Regions from separate parts of the Bactrocera dorsalis genome. Here region 1 is linked to region 2. The links are chromatin contacts, called in public Hi-C maps. All regions are on one chromosome and are shown on one strand. Each heading gives the region's core, a stretch centred on a gene start, on an enhancer-like site or on the middle of the called end of the contact. The rest is flanking DNA. Distances are from core to core; before and after follow the strand shown. Region 1 holds the start of LOC105226447 (protein rhomboid). Region 2 overlaps LOC105226437 (ATP synthase subunit b, mitochondrial).

Region 1 (6,988 bases), core at 3,178-5,677, 46 kb after region 2:
TAATAAATGTATACAAGGGATAACAACAACTCAAACGAAATATCAATCAAAAAACATAAAATGCATTCCACTTGTCAATAACAACATTTACTAACAACAACAACAGCAACAAACATTCGAGCGCATATTTGTTGAGGAAACACACACACATACGCACACACATGCATACATATAGGATTGGGTAGTACAAATATAACGGCAGTTGAACGCATCAAATCGAATTGAATTGAATTTCTTGAAGCAGAAAGAGGTAAACATCAACGCCCGCAATCTGAACAATTCTAATGACAATAACAACAATAACAGCAATGCATGTAAATATCAATATGAACACACATGCACACACGCTCCCAGGCACCTGTGTGGCAGCGTTGTTAGCAACAACAGTTGCTACTTGAGAACCATTCCAAAGCCACTGCAATAAAGGAGTAGCCAATGCAAATATGTATGTATGTATGTGTGTGTGTGTGCAAACAAGCAAGATGTGGCTCTTAATGGAATGGCAATTGTCGGAGATTCTCTTTTGAGTGTAAGCAGCTCTTCATGTGCACTTATGTGCACAGACAGACCTACATACCAGGTTCCGTTAAGAAGGCAGGCAGGCAGGCCAATGGCCGAATTGAACACAAACAAAAAGGACGCAAATATGCAAAGTGCAAATTAGGCAAAGGATATTTGCCAAAACTGCACAAAAACCAAATTATCAAGTCTCAATGTGTGCATGTTTACATGTGTGTGTGAGGAAGGGAGCCTTGGACTCAAAACAAAAGCCATAGCAGCATTTACAGAGCCAAGTCAGAATGTGTGCGTGTGTCTTTTCTTCTCATGACTCTAAAATGTAAAAGCTACAAAAATGGAGAAATCAAACGATCGGACTTCCTTTTAGAAAAGGTTATATATTTGAAAAGTACGACAGCTTAGATGCGCTCAAGACACTGCTGGAGTTAAGACACAGACCTAGGCTTAATTCATCTACTGGTAGTACACTTGTTCTCGATCTCACTAACATGAAAAAGTTATTTATAAGCAGTAGCATGGCACATATTGGGTACAAATCCTCTCTATCCGGAGTTCTCAAGAAGAACCCATGCTCTGCAAGAATGTTTTGTAGATTTATTTCTCCAACAGTTCACTACAATTATCCTCGGACCCTGGATTTCTCTCTACGGCTCTGCTTATAGTTCACGTGAAGACACGCCAATCTTTTGAATTTTTCTCAGGATCATAAACTTCTCCTTTTTAAGTTTTCGTAGTAAATATTTCTTGTTAAGTAATTTGCCTTAAGTGACTACTTAACTCGTTTTTGAAAAATTTAGTCACTCATAATTATAGTGAGAAAATATAAGCAAATTTTTGAATCACCGCCTTAGTTAAGTAGCAGTAAGCTTTACGTTCAAGAATTAAGATCACTTACCACATTTACAAAATCCTGGAAGGTAACATATCCGGGTCCGATCGGCGGTTGCGCCTTTTTCGCACGTTCATGAAGCAATTCACGTTTATTCATAGGCACTTGTGATAAAAATTCGGGAGATTTTAATGCCTTTACAAAGTCATCAACTGGTATCTCACCAAAACCCTCGGGATCGAACTGTTTTTAAGACGAAAATATGGAAAAATACGCAGTCAAAAAGTATGTTCTCTAATTTAAAAATTAAATTAGCAGGATATATATAATAATTAATAATAACAATTATACAAGTACTACCATTATAATATATGCCAGTTACCATTATAGAGTGAGCATAAAATTAATCCAGAACTACTTCAGTTAATTTGCAAGTACACATTATTTGACGAGGAATTTTCAAAAATGAGTACAGTTAATACTGATGGTTTCAATAAGCATGATTTCGAACTTCGAAGGCAAACATTTCGATTTTGGAGACTAACTGAGAAAAACGGAGAAATTACATTACTACTTATGACTTAACATTTTGAACAAAACTGGTTGAATCCAATACCCAGCCGAGTGTAGTACAAGTACAGTGTTATGATTCCAGTGATCAAATACAAGTGTGGAAGGGCTATGTTCGGGTGTAATCGAACATTTCATACTCTTCCCAGGACTAATGCCAGGCAAATACCTCAAGGTACAAAACGACAACCAGAGGAACGGAATCCAATCAATTTTATATATGCATACATATATGACTCATATTGGCCGATACATACGATATAAAATCACACGAAGGTGATTTCTTTCCTTATAAGAAAGTACTGACATGATTCAACCAAGTGACCGAACTAGAACTGTAGATGCTGGGGTCCCAATATTCGGTACCTAGGGACGTGGTGTGATTCGTTTATAGTTCGATTTGGGAAATTTTTAGTCGTAAAATAGCAGACCTCAAAAGCACTATTTGCCAAAGGTATCGTTACAATAATTGCTTCTTGATTTGTACAATGGAAAGTGAAAGAATCAAACCGAATTTAAATATGTGTTATATGGAAAGGAGGCGTGGTTTTACTCCGATTTCGTTAATTTTCGCACTTCTTTAAAATATGTTAAAATAATGTCATGTGTCGAATTTAGTTGAAATCGGTCGAGCAGAACCCGAGACATGTGCTTTCCTAAGAGAAGGCGATGTCACGACCATTTTCCAATTTTGGTCTCGACTCTTATAAAGCCTTTTAATACCATATCGGTGGTAAAATTTAATGCCTCTTTTTAACAGTATCGTTATATGGAGAGTGGGCGGTTTTATGATATATTTAACTTTCACACTGTCGATAGGAATGTTTACAAGATTTATCCTGAGCGAATTTGGTTATTTTAGCTTGAACGGTTTGAGAGATATGTATATTAAATCTTTTAGAGAGCGGAGCCACTCCCACTTTTTCAAAATTTTTAACCCGCAGATGTCTATTGCTACTGCGATCTCCTGTGTCTCTGTGCCATTACAGTTCTATATCTTTATTTACTGCTTAATTATGGCACTCTATAGGTTTTCGTTTAATGGCGTTTTGTAGGCATGAAAGTGGTCCGATTACGCTAATTTACGTACTCGCCCTTACCTTTTTACCAAGTAACATATATACCAGGTTTCATTAAGATATCTCAATTTTCTCTCAAGTTAGAGCTTCCACAATTCATACAACCGTTAGGTGAACAAAACGAGTACACTCTTTAGCAACGTGTTTCGGGAGCATAAAAAGTAAAAGGCTTTCAGTGAGCTGTCGGGATTCCACTGAAACCATTAATTCATAAAATAATAGTTTTTAAACGACAAAAATAACAAAATAGAAAAAATAAATAAATTGGTTCACCCACTTGGGATTCGAACCTGCAATCTAGTACCCATCTTTGAATTAAACGCATGGTAACCAACACACCGCTAAAGCAAAACATTCCAATGCATAAAATTGGATTACTCTCAAAAAGAAATTGTGAAGAAAGCAAAATACCCGTAACGTTCTTTTAAATATTATACATGATATTTATGGCCATATAAAACAATAAAATGTAGCATACAAATATTATGAGGTGCCTTACCATATCGAACAACAATTTCCATTTCTGTAAAGAAGATTTAGAAGAGGATTAATAAGTGATTATTAAAGCGTTAATAAAATATATTGACTTACATCACGCAGCAATTCGCGACGCAGTTCCGCTTCATCAAAGTCCGAATTGAGCGAGGTGTGTTCAGTCTCATAACCGGCATCGTTTGTACATTGCTGCAATGGATAAAGAAAAATAGCAATAATATTAAAAAATGCCATTGAACTAGCTATTCAATCGATTCTCTCTACAAAAGTCATTGTCATACTCACATAACGTACTTGTGTGTGTGTATGTGATATGGAAGCAATTGATACCAGCGAGCCGGCTATCGTTGATATGTGTTCAATTTCGGCCAGAGTCTCCTGTTGGCTACTCCCAGCATTGTTGGTGCTCTGAATATCGACGCCACGGGAACTGCAACGATCGAAACCGCTCCACATGCCGCTACTACACTTCACTACGCTTGCAGGGATGCGATTGTATGTAAACCTTGCACCGAAAATACACCACTACGAGCAACCCACAGACCAGCATAAAATGCTATCTACAGCGTAAAAGCCTTGCTAAGGTACCTTCGTGCAACATATGATTTATATTTTTACAGTTCTTGTGCTATTAAAATGATTTACACATTTTAATTTTTAGTGTCTATTTAGTGTTTCGTACACACAAATTTTTACAGTGTAGAAATGCATTTTGTTCGTGGCGCCTTAAAGTATGCAACGAATACCAATGTTAATGATCATATACATGTGCTAAGAATTAGCATTTCAATTTTTAAATGGACGTGGTGTGATGCGTAGAATTGTGGTCTGTGGTATCAATGGTCGCAGGTTCGAATCACGCTCAATGAGATTGTACTCTATAATTTCTTTCTTGTACTGTTATTTATTTACAGTTGTTTTTACTCGCAATTTTAATTTCCGCCCTCATTTCATCGAATTACACGTTGAAGCTCTCACCGTGGCTTCTGCGTAAACATTTGTGGGCCAAAGCGAAAATCCCGTTTAATCGTAGACTACTTCCGGCCTTCAATGCCAGAGTCTATTTCATACCCGGGAAATAATTTTATTACTTCCGCTTATTTCAAAAGCAATTTACACGCGCTCATACATACATACATACATATGAATAATCGCGTGCACCCTCCAATGCAATTTATCCACCTCAAGGTGTGTGTTTCCCCTTTTAACAATTACCCTTCTATATTGAAATTCCATTATTTTCGATATTTGTAAAAATGATTATTAGCTTTAATTTGCTCGCAAACAAACTAATTTACCTCCACTACAACGCCAATTACTACGGCCTCGTGCTCATACTCATATCCTACCCCCTTTCTTGTTTACATCATCATTTTTGCTCGCCCTTTGGCGATAAAGCAACTTTGTAAATCCATAATGGACGGGTTTGAACACGCCAAAGGCACGAAAACACGTTTTTCCACGGAAGTGAATGATCTACATTTCGTCGTTTTATTTTTAATACACGTCCCATGAGTGTACATAAAGACTTACTTCTTTTAATATGTTTTATAGGTATATTGTTGTATGTTCATGTACAGGGTTTTCCAATAAGAGTGATATGATTAAAAAAAACACGCACTAATTGTTAGGGACATTGAAATGTCGATAAAATTAAGTTCCGAATATAACATCATTCAAATAGCCTTCACGACTTCTTTTGCAGGAACGAATTCGACGAATCTAATTTTTAAGTACTCTTTCCGCTAAATCAAGACGATGAATCTAATTTTCAAATACTCTTTCCCCTTAATCAAGTCGTATGTCAAAAATAGCACATTCAATCTTGACTTCTAAAGCTTGAAGATAGTCTGGTTTATTGCTAAAGACCAATTACTTCAAATAACCCCACAAGAAGTAGTCTAATGGTGTTAAATCTCAACTTCTTGGAGTCCATTCAATGTAACAATTTCTTCCAATAATTGAATCTCCAAACTTTTCTCGCCATAATTCAGTTGTTTCATGTGCTGTGTGGCACGTAGCCCCGTCTTGTTGGGACCAGATTTTGTCAAGATCAACTTCTTCCAATTACGGCCATACAAAGTTGGTTATCATTGATCTTTACCGTTCCCCATTGACAGTAACGGTGTTACCAGCTTCAATTCGAAAGAAGTACGGAACGATGCTTTCACCGGACCAAAAACCGCACCAAACTGTCAATTTGGATGAATGTAATGGTTGTTCATGATTTGATGTGGATTTTCTTCGCACCAGAATGGACAGTTTGGTAAGCTTCATTTCTTAACTATTCATTATTATTTTGATAGTAAAAATTAATAATTTGTTAACGTTGTTCTTGCGTATACCTTTCCATGATGAAATTGTAAAAATTTCATATCATGCGATGTTAAAAATGTCCGAAACTACACTTAGAAATCATATCATCCCTATTGAAAAACCCGATATAAGTACAATCAAACTTCGATACAACAAAGCTTCCAACGCAATTTTATTCAATTTGCGGTATGTTTGTTGTCTTTAAAACGAATGTCCTAATATCGCTTTCTTATATGCTCATAAATCTAATTATCATGCGTTGTATATTATCAAACGCGCTTCAAAAAATTAAAAGCTTTTCACGGAAAAAATCCGCTCGAAGGTTTGACATTGTCTGTATTGGTGTGTACTATCATGAAACTGATACCCTTTATAAATACAAAATGTTCCTAACAAGAACTATAAGCCGATCCGATCTGAACAATTTCTTCGGAGATTGCACCATAACCACAAACAATAAGCTATACCGAATTTCGTGAAGATATATCGAAAAATTAAACAAATTTTCCAGGGCCTAATTCCGATTATTCAATAGCTTTATGCTAAGGTGATCTGATCTGAACAATTTCTTCGGAGATTGCATTATTGCTTTAGATATCTGGTCAAATGGAAAAGTTTTCCATTCCAGCAATTGATTCCGATCGTTCAGTTTATATTAGCAACTATATGATATGGTAGTGTGATATGGATGTCTCAAAAATTAAGGGACTAGTTCGTCATTATGCAGACAGGCGGACATGACTAAATCCTAATTAAAAATTCATATGTGTTACACCCAAATTGTCCTAGAACGCCAACAGAACTTGTAAAAAAGAATTCTCGAGCACTCGCAAATATATTAGCCGCTCTGACAATAATGGCGCTACGGAAATTATTTTAAAGGTCTATGACGTCCTCACATTCTTAAATATACATACGTACGTTTAAAGAACTCACACACATATGTACATTTAGTTTAAAGTTTCTAAAAATAAATATCACTAAATCTTCAATATTCCTTTTGTTTATCCTAACATGTCGTTCGGCATGAATTTCTTTAGGCACTTCACTTGAGTTAAAGCACTTCATTAGGTGTTGAGTGCAAACATCGCCTCTCAGCTTTTCTCAACTTTCCACACTTCACAACACTTCAGGCCGGCAACCGGCCAAGCCGCCTCGAAGTTTGGGGAAAAATCAATAC
Region 2 (6,665 bases), core at 1,837-4,336:
CAAAAAATAGTCTAAAGGCGTTAAATCGCATGATCTTGGTGGCCAACTTACGGGTCCATTTCTTGAGATGAATTGTTGTCCGAAGTTTTCCCTCAAAATGGCCATAGAATCGCGAGCTGTGTGGCATGTAGCGCCATCTTGTTGAAACCACATGTCAACCAAGTTCAGTTCTTCCATTTTTGGCAACAAAAAGTTTGTTAGCATCGAACGATAGCGATCGCCATTCACCGTAACGTTGCGTCCAACAGCATCTTTGAAAAAATACGGTCCAATGATTCCACCAGCGTACAAACCACACCAAACAGTGCATTTTTCGGGATGCATGGGCAGTTCTTGAACGGCTTCTGGTTGCTCTTCACCCCAAATGCGGCAATTTTGCTTATTTACGTAGCCATTCAACCAGAAATGAGCCTCATCGCTCATCGGACGTAAAGCGCGAAACACATTTCGAACCGAACACTGATTTTGGTAATAAAATTCAATGATTTGCAAGCGTTGCTCGTTAGTAAGTCTATTCATGATGAAATGTCAAAGCATACTGAGCATCTTTCTCTTTGACACCATGTCTGAAAATCCCACGTGATCTGTCAAATACTAATGCATGAAAATCCTAACCTCAAAAAATCACCCGTTACATACAGACTTATGTAAAGATATACTCGTACTATAGGGATTTTCGAATCATTTTGTTTGGGTTTTCGTTTATCACGTGTTCTTGTTTTTGTGTGTTCGGAGTTGTCACTTTGTTACAGTCGGCGATTGTAAACTCTTATTTAAACCTCTCTTTGAAATCCTTAGAATTCATTGAACCGATATTTTCCACATATTATCAAAAAAAAATTTTTTTTGCCTGTCCTCGAACGGACTGATTATAACAGATTTTGAGCCACAAATACGCAATATGGTGCATTTCTTTTATTTTTTAATCGCATAATTTCCTTGTCGTTTGGTTTCTGTGGAGATTTGAAATATTTGCTGACTTTCTTGAGATTCTATAATACTACTACAATCGGAGCCATGTCTAGATAAACTGAACTTCGATCGTACAAAAGGATTTGAGATTCTCAAACCACAAAGATCCTACATACTTTTTTATAAAATATAAACTGTGGATAATCACTTGCAAATCAAGCTTTTTTCGAGTTCTCAAAAGAAAATCACATTTTTGTAAATGAACAAAGGGTTAGACTGAATCATCGATAAAGAAACTCGTCCAAGGATGCACTTGGATGACTGGATATTGCACATAAAGCTTGTTACACCTAGAAGGAAACGTAGGAGATCTTATAAAATATATATGTATTTACAGGGTTTGTTTGAAAAGTAATAGGACTGATTTTCTTCTGCCGCTACTGTACTTCGGAGCGTGCACCGACTGAATATGGTAGACGACGTTCCTAGCTAACGAACGAGCGGCTGGCCAGTAGTCTCCGAACACCTGGAGAGTCAGGACAAACATTTTTGCGCGACGTGTTTCTGTGAGTGGTGCAAGCCGAAAATGCAGCGTTCGTTAGAGCAGAGGCACGCCATTAAATTCTGTGTGAAACTCGCTATAACTGCGACAGAGACGTTTGATATGAACAAGCAGGCTAACCCAGATGTTTCCTTAGCAAGAAGTGGCGTGTTTCGGTGGTATCAGGCCTTTTTGGAGGTCTTCTCCCTAAAAAAGGGAAGAATGAGCAAATCCAAAGTAAAAACAATGCTCATTGTCTTTTTTGACATCAAAGGCATCATCCACTACGAATTTGTTCCTCCTGAACAAACCGTCAACGCCAAGTTTTACGTGGATGTCCTCAAGAGACTCAAACGAAGTTGGATACAAGCAGCTTTCACCTAGGCTCTCAAGGATATTCTGTAGAATGTCTTCCGTGACGCCTTCAATGCTTGGAAATCGCGCTGACAGCGCTTCATCGACGCAGAAGGAGCCTATTTTGAAAGTTTTTAAAGAATTGTAACGATTGGTTCAATAAATTTTTTTAAATCGACTAAGTCCTATTACTTTCCGGACAAACCCAGCTGACAGATTTGAAATCCCGCATTTCGACAAAAAATATCTTCATAGCAAACCCAAGACAATAATAACCAAAAATTTACCAATAGACTCCTACTGAAAACCCAACTACACGCGCACGAAAAATCCGAGCGTTCTATGAATGTATTCCCCCAGTCGTTAACTATCAGTGTCATAAAAATTTTTTCTTTTGAAACAAAATAAATTTTGAGACGCACATATTTCCGAGCACAAGTAATCTGCATAGCACTTAAATGTGTCTGAGTCATTTCGCTTACACGGCAATTTACCTTCGTGCAACTACAAATTAGTTCAGCCTCGTATACACACACACACACATAGATAAATGATTGACCACCCAAAAACCAATTAAAGTGCTGCTCCTCTCTAATCTAAGCGCACACATTTAATAGCCGAAGAATGTGACACATTACACGAGCGCCGCACGACGGACCCGCAAGCAGATAAATGGATCAATGGAATGTGCGAAAATATCCGAGCGTTTTAACTAACATCTCTCTTTTACGATTCCATGCTAAAAGTGCGCCAAGCGAAGATAATTAAGATTTGTAAATATATTTACCACGCAAAGCGAAGAATTCCGCATTGCCACTGAGAAATATGTTGAAACACAAACAAGACAGTGGGAGCCGCTTTTGAGTGCATGTGTGTGTATATGAATGTGATTTTTGTATGTTTTTTATATATTTTGACCTTTCATTTATCGGCGGCAAGTCGCCTTTTGATAACTTAATGTTGTAAGGCATTCGATTGTCATTTACCCATTTGCCACTCACACAGCCGCACACTTTGTGCCCGCAACAATATGGGAGAAGCGAGAAAGAAAACAACCCCGCGGGTGGTGTCAGCATGTTGCCACAACAACTGCATGCACACACACACACACGATATGTGCAACAACAAAAAACGCATTTGAATGAACTCGTTAAAAAGCAAAGAAACTGACCCAAAACGAATGCATTTAAAAGAACGAGACGCAAACCGGAATCAATGGACAGAGGACATGGCAGAGTCGCAAGCCAACCACACACATACAAGCACATATTTACCACCACATACATGGCCATATATGAGTAAGCCTACATGCAACACAGCGAGTTGCCTCGAACGGGCGCTCAAACGAATTCCAAAGCCGGCAGGCAGAAGTCACACTCACATACACACACATATGCACATCATAGCTACGAACTCAGTCGGTAAACGACAAAACACTATAGACCAATGGGCCAAAATATGCTTGCACGTATGTATGTAAGAGTGTGTATGCATGTGTGCAGTCGGCGCTGTGGAACACCCGTAATGTTAGTCAACAACAAAAACAATAACAACAAACATTGAGCAACCCGGATATCAGCACACAGTCGGTTTTGGCCACCAATGCAGCGCCTTCGAGGCTTCATTCAGACAAATTCCTTTGTTATCCTTTTTTCACCCGGAGATATTGTCTGTTTTAAACTAATTAACAGCAACAACTTGGGCGATATGGTGTTGAAAAGCAGCAGAGCCAGCAGAAGCGGAGTTAGTTAGACCAACACCAGCCCAGCCGTGGCTACCCAAGAAGTCACTTAGAGCGATAATTGATAACTGTGCTGCAGAAACGCACACACTCACACGCACACACACACATTCATACGAGAATGCATCAGTACGTATGTTTGTATATGCGCTTGCACTCTCGCCTGTGTATCATGGCAATGTGAGCAAATATCTCGGCAGACAAAGTCAGTTCAGCAGGGTTAAGCAAGCCGACACCATTTCCCCACTGTGGCAAGAACAAACAAAAACTACAACAACAGCAGCAGCAACGCATATGAGCAGACAATAAATATACTGGTAATGTAATTAACAAATTGGTTTGCAAGTTGCAAATTGTGTTTAGCCACGGCAACCGAGTAACGGAACTAGTGTTGGCGCTTGCAACAGTTGCCACAAAAGATGAGCAATTTCTAATCCTTTGGTTTCATGTAGAATATTAAAGCGTCATAGAGCTTCGAAGTAAATTAATGAATATTATCTCAGTAGTGAAAAGTATTTAAAGCCCATCTCAAGAAACTGATTGCATCTCATGAAAAGAGGATCGACACACACCACCCCTCCGTCGATTTGACAGCACGAAAAAGACCTTTATGCCGGTATGGTATCCGCGCAACACTAACACGGCTGTGTAAACTGACGTTGAGCAATGCCAAAATATCAAAAGATCCATCGAATCGAGAAGAACCTCTCTGAGCCGTTCGATACCAACCGAGGTTTCAGGCAAGGCGACTCCTTATCATTCGAATTCTTCAATCTACTGCTAGAGAAAAATAATCCGAGTTGCAGAACTAAAGAGAGAAGGGATCATCTTCTATAAAAGTGTAGAGCTGGTGGCACACGTCGATGATATGATATCAATGTTGTGAACGAGGACAGTTGGAAAGCCTAGGACCTGGCTACACTTGGAATCTCCAATTGGCGCTAAACAGCGTAAAAGAATAACGTCTGGAGCGCTATCGTCGTGAAGAAGAAGTGAACAGGATTGACTACTTGACTCTCGCCTGTTGCTCGAAGGTCTCGAGTTATTACAAAGCAAAATTACCTTAACATGAGACGATTGAAGTTCCTTTAGAATATTGCAAACAAATTAATCACGAACAATCCCAATAGGAGGTTGAGCTAAGGCAAAAGTCAAAACATATAATATGCACCCCATCAAGGCTATACAAATATGGCACCAAAGGCTTAACGATTCCAATAGTACAACTCAACTGATTTACTTAAGGATCATCAACTCCCAAGCTCTATCTCTTTCACTACTTGACATTTTATCACGAAGCTTACCACGTGCAACTCTGCCTCTCTTATAACCGCCACAACTGCGTTAAATCACTTTTTAGAAATGCAAACGAACCTTACTGATTCACTCATTCGCTGGCGTGTCGTAATCAAAAACAAAATGTTGTAACCTTCTTCCGCTCCTCTTTGCGTTCATTTGACGTCTCCGCGCTTTCAAATCAATAAAGTATACAACTAAGCATAATGTTCCGTTGGCGTGTGTCAATTAATCGTAATCAAATTGTGTTCGCAACTCATAAAACTCAAACTTCTCATTCACCTGTCAACAGCAGCCGAATATACACCTCTAGCCGTGAGCGCTTAGCGGCTTCAGTCGTAAAATCAACGAAATAAAAGGAAATAACGTCAATAATAAATTTCAACATCAAATTTTAAAGTGAAATATTGATTTCTTATCAATAGCTATTGTATCGAGGAATATCGAAGTCTTAAACTTGAAGGGAGAACGCACTTTCGTTAGAGAACTCTCGTATTCTGGTCGCCCCTTTTTATTAAAGAGTTTGGGTTTGGTCTGCTTGGATGCGGTTAAGATATATACAAAAGGCAGAAAACCCAAGACATAATTAAGGTAGCATTCCTCATAAAAATAAATTATTCTTCATTTCCCGAAGTATTCTAGATGAAATCTAATGGCCCAGCAGAAGTACCAAACTATTGCAGTGGATAAAAAATAGATCAGAGCATCGCTTGATACCGAAACTACGCAAAACATCATTATAGTGCATGATTTCTATTGAAGAATGTGATATAAGTAATAAAAAATTATTTCTTTAACTATTATTGCCTCCATTGAAAAGCATTCCTTGTTGAATTACTAAGAGCTTTCTCAAGTTTCAAGCTTTAATAATTTCTAGGAGAGTATTAATGCCGAAAGACAAGTACGCATATCAGCATGCTTTTGGGTCTACCTAATTTCCTTAGACTACCATATCCTATATCTCGTTACAATTTAATGAATGTAAAGCAGGAAGTTTGCCTGTAACCGCACACACAGGAAAGCACGTAGACTTGCTGAATATATAGGGAAGCTCTCAGCTTTAGTCGAACATGCGAATTTGTACGAAATTTACACCAAATCGATAGTTGGTTGCCAGGTCGGAGGCAGTTGTCGGGAGGTTGAGTTGCGTGCCAAGAAAATTGCCAACAAACACGCGCCAATAAAATAACCAAAATGTCAGCCAATAGGGAAAATGCTGTAAAAGAAACCGACGGTGTCATCGCTGACTGTCAACAATGTCATCATCAGCACTGATAGCAAATGATTACCAGCCCACTAACATGTAGATACACAAACAATTTGAATGTGATTTGCCGTGTGACATAACAAACGATTTAATGACTTCCCATGAACGGACATACCCAGAACATATTATATATATGTAGATATATGTGTGGTGTCTGTTAAAAGGGCTTAAGTCGACTCCAATTGAAGCAAGCGTACTGATTTACAGCAAGGAACTGGACACATCCTCTATTCATATATTATTGTAGTTTGGAAATTTCTATTGTTGGGTAAGCTTAAAAATGACATCCAAAATTTTCAAATGATTCAAATCGTCACCTAAAATGCAAATTAAAGGATCATAAAAAACATCGAAATTGAGTTTTCTTATTGTTTTCGATTTTCTACATCATATTACATTTATATAGTATAAAAATTTCTGCTTCCGCTGTGAGATAAAACCAATATATAACCGTTTTATGACCGATATATAACCAATACATAACCGTTTTATAACCAATACATAACCATTTTATAACCAATATAACCGTTTTATATAACCATTTTATAACCAAA

What was found. Hi-C and Micro-C count contacts between places; a contact is called where the count stands out from the background.
Region 1: a contact with region 2 is called in a Hi-C map of whole body, with 2.4 times the contacts expected there. The contact joins the promoter of LOC105226447 here to the enhancer-like site in region 2. A contact is called at or near these places in 2 of 2 Hi-C or Micro-C datasets (both in whole body).

The regions. Positions count from the first base shown.
Region 1 is chr5:5,869,934-5,876,921 of ASM2337382v1, forward strand. LOC105226447 (protein rhomboid) reads right to left here and starts at 4,428. Exons shown (of 8, transcript XM_049458566.1): 1 at 3,787-4,428; 2 at 3,589-3,681; 3 at 3,497-3,520; 4 at 1,415-1,591. The coding sequence starts at 3,948. The region is part of intron 1 of LOC105226437 (ATP synthase subunit b, mitochondrial); the gene reads left to right.
Region 2 is chr5:5,825,590-5,832,254 of ASM2337382v1, forward strand. All of the region lies in intron 1 of LOC105226437 (ATP synthase subunit b, mitochondrial), which reads left to right. Among protein-coding and RNA genes, the nearest start is that of LOC105226448, 25 kb to the left of the region's middle. Within about 2 kb of position 3,087, the one cell type or tissue checked has open chromatin away from gene starts, as enhancers often do.